Linked DNA regions of Rattus norvegicus: region 1 is linked to region 2. A link is a contact called in public Hi-C data. All regions are on one chromosome and are shown on one strand. Each heading gives the region's core, a stretch centred on a gene start, on an enhancer-like site or on the middle of the called end of the contact. The rest is flanking DNA. Distances are from core to core; before and after follow the strand shown.

Region 1 (5,666 bases), core at 1,245-3,744, 210 kb before region 2:
TGGGCTAGCCTCTATTTAGTTTGACTGATAGGTTAGGTTATTAATTTTTCTTACTGCCCATGTCTGCCTCCTCCTGAATACACCCAATTTTAATCATTATGCTCACTTTAATCATTATGCACAGGCACAAGTTAATAAATAGATTGATTCTGAAAAGGGGGGACCAGCTTTCCCTTACTGGAAATAGATACAAAACCAGTTCTGGCCACTTGGTTTTTTTGTTTGTTTTTTGTTTTTTTAATGTGGATACCTTGGGAATATACCATTTGATTGTTACCAGTCTGGTTACCAGTTCCAGGTGTGGAAATGTATAATATTGTTGAGAGACAGAAGCAAGTGAATTATTACAAGAGGGTGCTGTGTAGCCCCCCAAGCTTAGCAGGAGTCTCAGGGCAGCAAACCATTCCTATGACTGTCTGGCTCAGAAGAATGGTATTATACCGTTCATGATTTATTTTAGACTCTCCACGATGCCCTCAGTCTCAAACTTTAGTGCAACCACCAAAGAGTGTGCCTCTGAGAGTCGGTGACCTGCTTATTCCAAACTGACTCTTACGTGAAAGGAAAATGTTTAGATTAGGGCTTGAGAAGTGGCCCAGAAAGACACGTGTTGTCAGGCCTGAAGGCCACATGCTAGGAGAGAATTGGCTCCCAGAAGTTGTTCTCTGACCTCCTCATGAGACCCCTGCCTCAAGTGCCCCCTACCGCGGCAAATAAATAAATAAATAAATAAATAAATAAATAAATAAATAAATGTTTGAAAAAACAGAGGAGTTTAGACAGAGCTAAGTCATGGTAAACCGTTCCAATGTTGTTTTAGTTTCAAAATGAAATCTTTGCTTCGGGCTTATCTTGCTTTCATAGGGACTCCTTGTCTGCAAACCACATTAGAAACGCATATACACAGAAAATAAACTTGTGGTTGGTTCATAATAACAACTGTTAGCACCGGGTGTGGCCGTGCACACCTCTCATCCCGCACTTGGAGGTGGAGGCAGAGGCAAAAGGATCTCCGGGAGTTTGTGGCCAAGCTGGTTTACATAGCGAGGTTTAGGACAGCCAGAGCCACGTAAGAGAAAGGAGACCCTGTCTCAAAACAGAAAAGAAAGAAGAAAAAGAAGAGAAAGAAAGAAAAACAATGATAATGGTCATTATCTCGGTAATAGGTCGTCGATTTACTTGAAAGGGGGGAGGAGAGCTCACTGCTTCACAGGCTACTGAAGCATTTACTAAATTTTGTAAAAAGCAAAATCTGCAATATTTATGTTTTACTAAGAGAATGCCTTCCTTCAGTGTTCAAACAGCAAAGGAAGAGAATCATGTAAGTGAGGCAGCCGTTTCGCCGCTAGGTACAGGCTCCAAAGAACTAGAAGCAATGACTCCAATAGATATGGGCATACTTTGGGTCAGAGCCTCATCCACAGTAGCCAAAAGAGAAACTCCACCCAATGCCCACTGAAGGACAAACGCATCAACACAACGTAGCATGTTTAGCAGTAAAAAGGAAGGAAATTCTGACACATTGAACAGCACAGACCGAGAGCATTATTCTAACCGAAATAAGGCAGACACCAAAAGGACAAGTATTGTGGTTTCCATTCATGAGGGTCTCCAGAGTAGAATTCTTAAGGACACGGAGACGAGGGATCGCTGGGAGTGGAGTCCCTGTTCGAAGGGAGCAGTTTCAGTTTGGGAGGATTAAAAGGTCCTGGTGCCGGACAAGATGATGGTTCATCTACTCTGATGAACTCCGCTCTTTACAACGATTCAAACGATACACTGTGCTATGTCTAGTTTACTACGATTTTTAAGTTGTTAAGAAACAATATAGCTAATGAGATTTTAAAATAAAGCTTTATCTCTGCTGTGTGTGCATCGTGATATCAGATTCCTTCATTCTTCCAATCTGCTAGGTAGGTCCTCTGATGGGGAATCCCCAACACTTGCACCAGCTCCTCCATGCTCTTGTGAGCTTTAACAATCAGAAATCCTGGGGGACTTTCAGAAACCCAGGCGTCTGGTTCTTGTATTCTATGATTCCTTGCTTTTAAATCCTCACAGTTGTACTGTTAGACTTTGCTCGGGAGGAAAAAAAGTTGAAGGGGAGTGGGCAGTGACCTGGTGGTGCTCCCCTGTAATCTGTAATCCAGCACTTGGAGGAGGGGGCGATCGAGGCTAGCCTCTACCGCGAAGAATTCGCGCAACGGAGAATGTTGTTTTCTAGGTTGGCGGCAGCGCGGGTGCGTGGGGATCTGGATCCTAGCCTGAGCGAGGTGTATCGCTAAACGTCCCTAGCAGCCCGTGCCTCAGTTTCCCCCTAGAGGCCCTGGGAGCGCGAGCCCTGACGTGGCGGGGCGACGGGCTGGATGGCCACCAGGGGGCGCGAGTGCGGGAAGCGGAGCCCGGGGGGCCACGGGGCGGAAGAGGCGCGGAGGGAGGCGGGGCGGCGCGGAGTCACCCGGATCGGCCCGCCCGCCGCCGCCGAGGGGAGGTGACCGCGGCCGGGCTGGGCCACCAGTGGCCGTGCGCGGAGGGAACGCCGAGCGCAGAGAGCAGGTCGGTGCGGGGCCGGGCTCTGGCGGGGTGGCGGGGTGGCGGGGTGGCGGGGACGGTCGCCTGCGGAGTGCTCAGGGCTTACGGCGCTGCTCTGGGTCGCGCTGCGCTGCGCTCCGCGGGACGCGAGGCTGGGATGGGAGGCCCTCGCTGTCCTCACGCACGACCGAGGGGTTCAGGGGGCCCCCCGCAGCCCTAGGAGCCGTCCCGGGGCGCGGACGCGGGGACGAGGTGCCCAGCCGGGACGCTGTCACTGCGCCGCCCTGCCTTTGGCTTTGAGTTGAAGAACTGAGCACCAGTCCTGCCTCTGGTCACCGCTGCAGCTGGTGGGCATGTGAGGCCGGGATTCCGTGACAGCCAGGCAGGGATGGTTTCCCAAATAACCCAGGACTATTTATATTTAGCCGGAGGTGCAGCTTTGGTTTACTGGAGTTTCTAGGTACCCAGGACGATTGCTCTGATGCCAGGCATGTGTGTGTGTCAAAGGAGGATGGTTGTCTGTCTTGTCACTCGAATAAAAGGATGTTGGGGTGACCAGATAGGCCGGCATCTGGTGTGTATTAAGAGCTGAGAAGAATGTTTGGGGCGCAGAGAACCAAGTTTAAAAACCAACTTGAAAAGCAAGGTCGTATGTGGAATTATGGACGGCAAATTTTGTAACCTGTCTTACAATACTTCTTTTATAGTCATGGGAGCACCTCGTGGAACCTCCTAATTAATAATGGTGACAAGCTAGTGATGACACCGATCATACGATATCGAGTTGGAGCGTAGTTTAGACTCCACTGGACTTAGTCAAGTTACATGACTCGAATAGAGCTGACTGATCAACAGTCGGTTTTTGCAGCGCACAGACCTAATTCTTCCCTCAGTTAGTGCTGCATTTATAAAACAGTTGAAGGAAAAGCAGAGCCGAGGTCTAATGTTCAAGTCAGTGTGTCCATCAGGACTCATTCCCCTAAACTACTGAGTCTCGTGGTCTCTCGGGCTCTCTCAGGCCCTTCCACCACCACTCAAGCCATTAATTTGTATGTCAAGTTACTTGAAACAGATCCCTCCTGGTGACAACGAAGTTCTAAGAAGACAAAATTAATTGTTCGTATGATATAGCTGATACTCGACTTCACTGTCGCTCCCAGCTCCCCCACTCACATGAGGAGTTTCAGTCTGAAATGAGTGAAACCTGTTCCCCTCCCCCTCGTGTGTGTGTGTGTGTGTGTGTGTGTGTGTGTGACTGATGTTTCTGTGTTAATGTCACCCAATGGCGTGCCTGGCATGGAAGTGACGTACATGTCGTCACAGGTAATTTTTCCAATAAGCGGAGAACATTCTGACTCAAACTGCGCTGACTATTAAGCTAACATTGTGCATGGCTTGGGCTGACACGTGGTAGTTATCTTTATAGACGCTGTTCAAATATGTATGAGCTATTCGCCCTGTAACCCACAAAGCAGAGCCTCCTAACCTCTTCATCCCCCTCGCCTCCTCTTTTCTGGCCCCATGCTCCTCTGAGCACCCCCTTTGCCTGCTTGACCCACTCCACATTCCTCCTTCACCCACATGGCAGGGTAGGGTCTCCCCCAGACTGCCCACTGAGCTTGTACTGCCAAGGACGCTCCACTCCCGCCGAGGGCTCGGGCAGACTGCGTTCTGAACGTTTATCTCTGTGTCTGCAGAATCACGGGGGATGTCTCCAGAGCACAGCTCTTTCCCTCTGCCTTAGAAGGAAACTTTTTCTGCACGGTGCGTTCCAAATGCTTCAAATTCATCACCGTTCCCAGCCTTCTGGGCCATTTTGATTTGTACTGGGCTAAAATAAATGCAGAGTCATATTTTAAGCTGCAGATTGCTTATTCTCAAACTGGGCAGGGTGGGAAGGCGGATTCTTAAAAAGGATTCAAATGGTTTACAAGCAGAGGCTTGCTATCTATGGGCAGGTACAAAGCTGGCTTACTTTCCCAGGTTTATTATTTTTCCCTTTGGGACAAAACACAAGTCAGTTAACGTAATTGCCTGTGACTTTGTCACTGTGACTCTGTCACTGTCACCTGGGAGGTTCTCAAGCTTTGCTGTTGTTAATAAGACATTCTTGAGATTCATTCAGAATACTCCTCAGAATTTTCCACACCAGTGAGCATGGAGTCGTTTCTTATACACCCAGCCGGGAAAGCCTCTGAATAAACTAATTTTTTCTAATAACTAATAATAAGACTAAATAACTCAGTCTTGCTTTTGGGAGTGCATTATGAGGTAGCTTCTGACCCGGACAGCAGGGAGATGGACCGTCCCAGCCGTAACCAGACCATCTTCCATCCCCTACCCCTATGTCCTATCCCCATCCCCCACTCGCCCCCATTCCCCACCCCCACCCCCATCCTTCATCCATGAAAGAGCTATCCTATCCAGTGACTGCTAACTTAGGCGCTTCATTCTTTTTTTTTTTTTTCTTTTTTCTTTTTTTTCGGAGCTGGGGACCGAACCCAGGGCCTTGCACTTGCTAGGCAAGCGCTCTACCACTGAGCTAAATCCCCAACCCCAAGGCTAAAAAAGAAAGACATACTGACTGGTGCTATGTGTGGTGGCTCACGACTTTAATCTTTTAAACTCAGGTAGATCTCTGTAGATTTCAGCCAAGGTTACATAGTGAGACCTTGTCTTAAAAAGAAAAGAGAAAAGGAAAAAAAAAGTGCAGGGTGGCCTAAAATGAATCATTTTATCTTTGACTTTGTAAGTCTTTTCTGTAGGCTGAAGATATGTGGCTACCGAGAACAGACAGCACAATAAAGTGTTGTTCAAGGAGTTTGAGTCTGAGGGTTGTGTTCTGATGCCAAGTGGTTCGTCAGTTCATTCATTCATTCGTTCATTCATTCATTCATTCCGCAAATACTTTTTGGAGCACTTGCGTGATCCAGGCAGTACTGTAGGAGTCAGGGCGGAAGTGTGGGCAGAGTGGGCAAAGGCCTGACTCGTGCATACTCCAGTGGGAGCCTGAGCGACAGTGGGTGTGTGTGAGCATAGGGGATCCGGTCATCAGAATACAATGGAAAGTTCCAAGCAGTTAGATAGGAAAGAGAGTACAGTATGTGTGTGGGGGGTGTGGTGGGGGGAGGGGT
Region 2 (5,750 bases), core at 1,507-4,006:
TGCAAGAAATGACAACGCGTTTTCTTTTTTTTTAAATGGAGCCTCAATAGCTCAAATGGACTTCATGGTGACCCTTCTGCTGCAGCCCCCGCGTGCCGCCCAGCTTGGCAAGGGCTTTTGAGGTCAGTTCATAGGATTCATTTTCAGACTCTAAAAACGGTTGCCAGCCGCCGTGCATTGTGTAGCTTCCCTTACCTCCTCTTTCTGCATTCACAGCCGACTCCACCGAATCTACGCACACTTCCATAAGAAATCCATTTCCTGCTCCTAAAATATATGAACAGAAATTCCTGAAGGAATTACAAATCTTCCATGAATACTTCATACTTTTGCTGCCCGGATTCACATGCGCAATAGAGGAATAAAGAGATGCATAAGGCCCTTCCGTGTGGTAAAATATCATTCATTCAAACTGGCATCTCTAGACTGTGAAATAAAGACATACCCAAAGGAACCCAGTCTGAAACCATCTTTAGTACACAGTAAATGTGAAACTAATCTTCCCAACACACGGGTCTCATCTCTGTGCCCCAGCTCAGACACTCAGAATATTTCTCAATGCTAGCAGTTATAAGGAACACACATTTAAAAACAAGAACTGGATTTCAAATCCTGGTCCCACCATTTTATTTGCTGTGTGACCCTAGACAAGTTACTTAAGTTTTCTATAAAACAAGAGTAGGTTTCAATTCCTACCCTCAGGGTACTGAACACTGAGATAACTTACTCCCTAAGCATTCACTAATATTTATAAGCTACCTGTGATTTCCTCTTTATGACCCGTTTTCTTCCGTCTCCATCTTTGCCAATGATTATACTATCTCAGCTGACAGAAATCCTTCTAGTTTCATCTTCAAACGCTAAACTTTTGCAAGGACCATACCAAGTCACATTTCCATGTTTTTTCCTCCTAGAGTAGAAATTTTTATCTTCTGCTTTTGATCTCCAATAACTTGAGTTATAAACTTCTCACTAAAACCCCAGTTTCACCTCTTATTTATGAGGTAACTATCTGGTTGTTAATGGTTGACATGAAGTTCCTTAATAAGATCATTATAAAAATTCTTAATATTCACTTTTCAGAAAGCAGAGGGCGAACAAGTCAGTCAAACATACAATAAATCCTGAATTACAAATTCTTATGTTGATACCAAAAAGTGTGGTGTTAGCAGCTTTGGGTTTTTCCTGTAGTTAAATGTATAACTCATTTTTAATTAACAGTTTTAAATGTTGGGGCCTAGAAAATGGCTCAGTGGGTAAAGCCATTCACTGTGCAAGTCTAACAACCTGAGCTCATCCCCTGAATGTGTTTAAAGTTGGAAGGAGCCACAGAATTGTCCTCAGACCTCCACACATTCACATTGGCACCTGCACCCAGCCTCACACAATAATGGCCAACAAACTTTTAGAGGGTTTAATTCATACTTCATGTACTAATCTCTGTATGAACAGTCGCCATACTCTAACAGTGGTTACTACTGGGCAGTGAATTTGGGATAATTTCTATATTGCTTGACATTTCTACCTGATGTTGCTTTTATGATTATAGACTACTTTGAGAAACAAACAAAATCTGTCACCTCCTAATATCAAGTTGCAATAGTCATTTATTTAATAAAAGACTATCAGTCCCATAGATTAGAACTCAAATATTAACCTATGGTCTTAAACAACAATAGACTAACTCCACAAATCTGGTAACAGTCCCACCAGTGGGGCTGACAATGTTGACAGATTATCAGTAGCTTCACACAAGAGTATGGGATTGTCTACAAATGGCTGCGACAGGAGCCCAAGCAAAAGGTTTTTTTGTAGATATCAAAAAAGACATTTGAAGCAGTAAATGCTCAAAGTAAGATACCACATATGGTTGTGGGGACTCCGAGTCTGTGTCTGTATTTGCCTTTTCTCTCTTAGCCTCTAGGGAGTGGAACGTAACTATTAAACATGCAGATGCAGGTCTGAGAAGCCAACTCTTCCATTAAGGAAGATATTAGAGATTTGCAAAATAAGAGCATTGCATTGCCACTTTCGCTGTCCGTTCAGGGATGAATCTATTCTTCATAAAAGTTATTTGTGTTGACATATAATAGGCACGGTGTGGCCATTTTCTAATTTATCAGTCAACACTTTTTTTTTTTTTTAGGAAGACAAGTCCTGGTTTGGAGAACAAAGAGTTCACCGAAAGAGAAGAAGGAAGAGAAGAAAATGATCGAATTCCTGTCTGCCATGGACAACTCCCGCAGCCAGCAGCCAGTCATTTGTAACCCAATGGCTGTGGAAACGGATCCCACTCTCCACCCTCTGGTCGCAGCTAGAGTTGTAGAGCTGTCACCACACGTTTATTCTCTACCTCAGAGAGGCGAGTGGGTATGGTGCCCTCTTGTGGCCCAAGGGGCTGCGGGACGCTGAGGGAACTTGTGTGACTGGCCGACACCCACGAGGAGCTGACGGAATGCGTGACTGCCCGGGACCCCGGAGCAGAGGACACTCGACCGCGGGAAAGCATGACAGGCCGGGAGCCACCCCGGGGTCCACCGGCCGACCACCCCCTGCCCCCTTCCGCACCCGCCTTCCCCGACGATATCCACGCCTGTTTCCGCTCGCAAGAAATCCCTTTCTTCATGCTTCCCGCGTTCCTTCCTCGCTCGCCTTCGGTTTCCACTGAGTCCCCGCGGCTGCGCGAGCCACCGAGAAGGCGCGGCCCCGATGCCGGTGCCCCGCAGCCCCCGCGGAGTCATATGCGCAAGCGCAGTGGCCAGCCTCACTAGCAGGCCTGACCCGGAAGTGTTTGTCCTTTTGGTAGAGAAGCGGACCGCAGATCGCTGGCTGGTGCGTTCCGCAGAGGCTGTACTGTCAGTATGCAACGGTTGTTCCTCCCGCCCCTCAAGGCCTTGATGGGGAGCCGCAATGTCGGGCTCCTGGTCCCTAAGGCGGCATCTAGAGCACAGGTACCCACTACAGCTGGCTTGGGTCACGGAAGCCGGGCTGGGATAAAAAAGAAAGGCCAGGAGAAAGTAAAGGGACCGTGCCTGCAAGTCCTGATCTCCTTCACGTTTCACGACACATTTCCTTGTGTCCAGACACCTCCCAGAATGTGAATCCGGAAATATTGCCCACTGTTGTGTATTACTGGCCAATTTATTTAGCGTTTACATTTCAATTTCCTTTTCTGTAGAATGGGAGAACTACCTATTACACAAGGTGTTTGCGAGGATTAAAATTTTAAATATACGTTAAACCTTTAGCACATGATAAAAGCTCAGTTATTTTATTTTATTTTGCACATCTGTGGTTTTGCTGAAAGATGCCAAGCAGTCAGGAACTCGTGTGTAACCCCATTCTACAGAAAAGAGAAGAATTGAGACTTCTTTTAAGTTGCTTGTCTAAGATACCCAGTTAATTAGAAATAGGAAAGTGAACATACATATTTCTATTGTTAGTGTTAGATCAAGAGAAGACATGTAGTCTCTTCTCTGATAATCATTAGTAAAAGGTGAAATATTGTTAGGTTATGATCCTGGGGGGGGGGGGGGAATGCCCACATGGTGCCTGCCCTGGAAGAGTCAGTTCCTTCGATTGTTAGTTCATGTGTTAAATATGTATCAGGTCTTGGTATGTAAGGGACCAGTACTACAAACAAAGGAAGCAAGAGGAAGACTGACCAGAACCTGCCACGCAGAGCTCCCAGCTTAGTGGGACGTAGGGACAGAGCATCTGAAACCTGACAGTGTGTTAAGGGTTGTGAAGAGGTACTTTGTGCTGTGATAGTGACCTGTTGTAAGATCCAGAAAAGTTTGGGGAGTACCGATGCCAGCCAGCCCAGATCCCCAGTGGGTAGTAGAAGTGGGGCATTGACGGAAGTGTGTGGGAGAGGAGTAGCACATTAGATGCTGGGAACCCGGTAGGAAAGGGTTGCGGTAGTGCAGCTGAGAGGCGGACTACCACAGAGCAGTAGCTGTGACATGCACCCTTACAGGGTACTTTACTCCGTAAGTAAATTTAATTTACAGTTAAATTGAGGCTAAGTGTTGGAGGCAGATTCTTCAGTTACAATTTTCTGTCTTGCTCCTTAGTGTGGCGGCGGCAGCTATGGCGGCAGGCGTCCTCTGAGGCCAGGGCAGTACGGCACCATCACTGAAGTGGCTTTGCAATCTGGAAAAGGCACAGTGTCCCTTCCTTCGAGGGCAGCCGAGCGGGCAGTGGGCCGATGGCTCCTGGTGTGCAGTGGAACAGTGGCTGGAGCAGTTATTCTTGGAGGAGTGACCAGGTGAGCCCTGTACTCTTGGGGAATCCGGAGGGAATAGGGAGCTTTGGGCACGTCTACTTTAGCTCACTCGGTTACAGGTGGAGAAGCTGATAGCTTGCTCTGTCTTAGGACAGCTTGGCGATTTATTTGTAGGAGTTTCATGATCAGGCCCAGGTTCGGTCTGAACTGGTTGCTGGGCATTATTTCTATGTGTTTTTACCTCTCCTGTGCTCAGATTTCTCTTAACTTTTTCTCCCGCGGTTTGTTTGCTTAAACACATAAGAGCATATATACATCCCAATCACTTCATAGATCTCTTAGGTTGTCTTTACAGCTGTAAACAGACTTTATGGATTTAGCTTTCCCTTCCCCCAGCATCTTTTATTTTTATGTATTTATTATAGTTTTGTTATTGTTGAACAAAGCCAAGTCATTTGTACCCAAAGTAGCCATAGACTGGCTGGTGTGTTTAGCATATCCTTGGTTCTATAAAGGAGTAATTGCTATTGGATTCAGATTGGGAATGAGAGGGCAAAATACCTCATAGGTGATAGAGCATTCGTTCTGGGATCTGTTGGGGACTTCAGCTGTCTTGATCACTATTGCCTGAATCCATTGTTTCATGAGAATTCCAAAATGGTAATGTGTTTATTGTCTTTACCCCAGGAGACAGTCTTCACAGGAAAGTCAGAATACTCGATTCACTGTCTTCATTTATTTATTTCCAGAATAATGAATCTATTCCCAAGATCCTCCAAAGGTTACAGATAAAGGGCTTGGGTTTTCAAGTTCATACATTTAAATGCATTAGATAGATCTTAGCCCACTGTGAGAATTGTGTTGCTAGTTTTCTTAAATTCTCCCAGTTGAACTGGTGGGAATCTCTTGAAATTGGTCTGAGCATCTTTTGGCGAGGCCCTTTGGTGGTGCCTTTGCTTTCTGGTGTGACAAGGTTTCCCGGGTTTATCTTTTAAACTTAGGTTCAGGGGCTTGTGTCCAGGCAAGCACTTTACTGGATGAGCTGTCCCTCCCACCCCTCTTCCTAATTTTAATGAAGTATGTGTGCATCTTCATGTTCATTGAACCCGTTTCAAAATACTATGTGATAACATAGGCTGTTATGGGAAATTGCAACAAGTTTAAATAATATTATCTTGAACCTATGATTCTGTAATACATTTCTTTTCCTGGTATAGAGAAGGTTAGTTTTAGCTGGCATTATATAGATCTCAATGGTTGAATGAGTGTATGCAAGGCCCTGGGTTCAGTCCCTAGCACCAAAATAGTAAGAATGCTGTTTATGCAATTAATACGCATTCCTTTAATCTTAAGTATTGTTTTTGCCTATAAAGAAATGCTACAGAAAGAATTAAGTGAGATCTATCATGGTGGCACAGGCCTGCAATCTCAGTATCTGGGAAGTGTAAGAGGCAGGCCTAGGCTATCTCAGAGACTCTGTTTTGGGGAAGAAAAAAAAATTAACAACCAATAGTTGGAAGGA

What was found. Hi-C and Micro-C count contacts between places; a contact is called where the count stands out from the background.
Region 1: a contact with region 2 is called in a Hi-C map of liver, with 3 times the contacts expected there. The contact joins the promoter of Dnmbp here to the promoter of Cutc in region 2. A contact is called at or near these places in 3 of 12 Hi-C or Micro-C datasets (the A7r5 cell line, frontal cortex and liver).

The regions. Positions count from the first base shown.
Region 1 is chr1:252,775,470-252,781,135 of GRCr8, reverse strand. It overlaps Dnmbp (dynamin binding protein), which reads left to right and starts at 2,494. Exons shown (of 17, transcript NM_001395001.1): 1 at 2,494-2,556.
Region 2 is chr1:252,568,527-252,574,276 of GRCr8, reverse strand. Cutc (cutC copper transporter) reads right to left here and starts at 2,756. Exons shown (of 9, transcript NM_001399691.1): 1 at 2,569-2,756; 2 at 196-267. The coding sequence starts at 2,626. Cox15 (cytochrome c oxidase assembly homolog COX15) reads left to right here and starts at 2,806. Exons shown (of 9, transcript NM_001033699.4): 1 at 2,806-2,951; 2 at 4,077-4,270. The coding sequence starts at 2,862.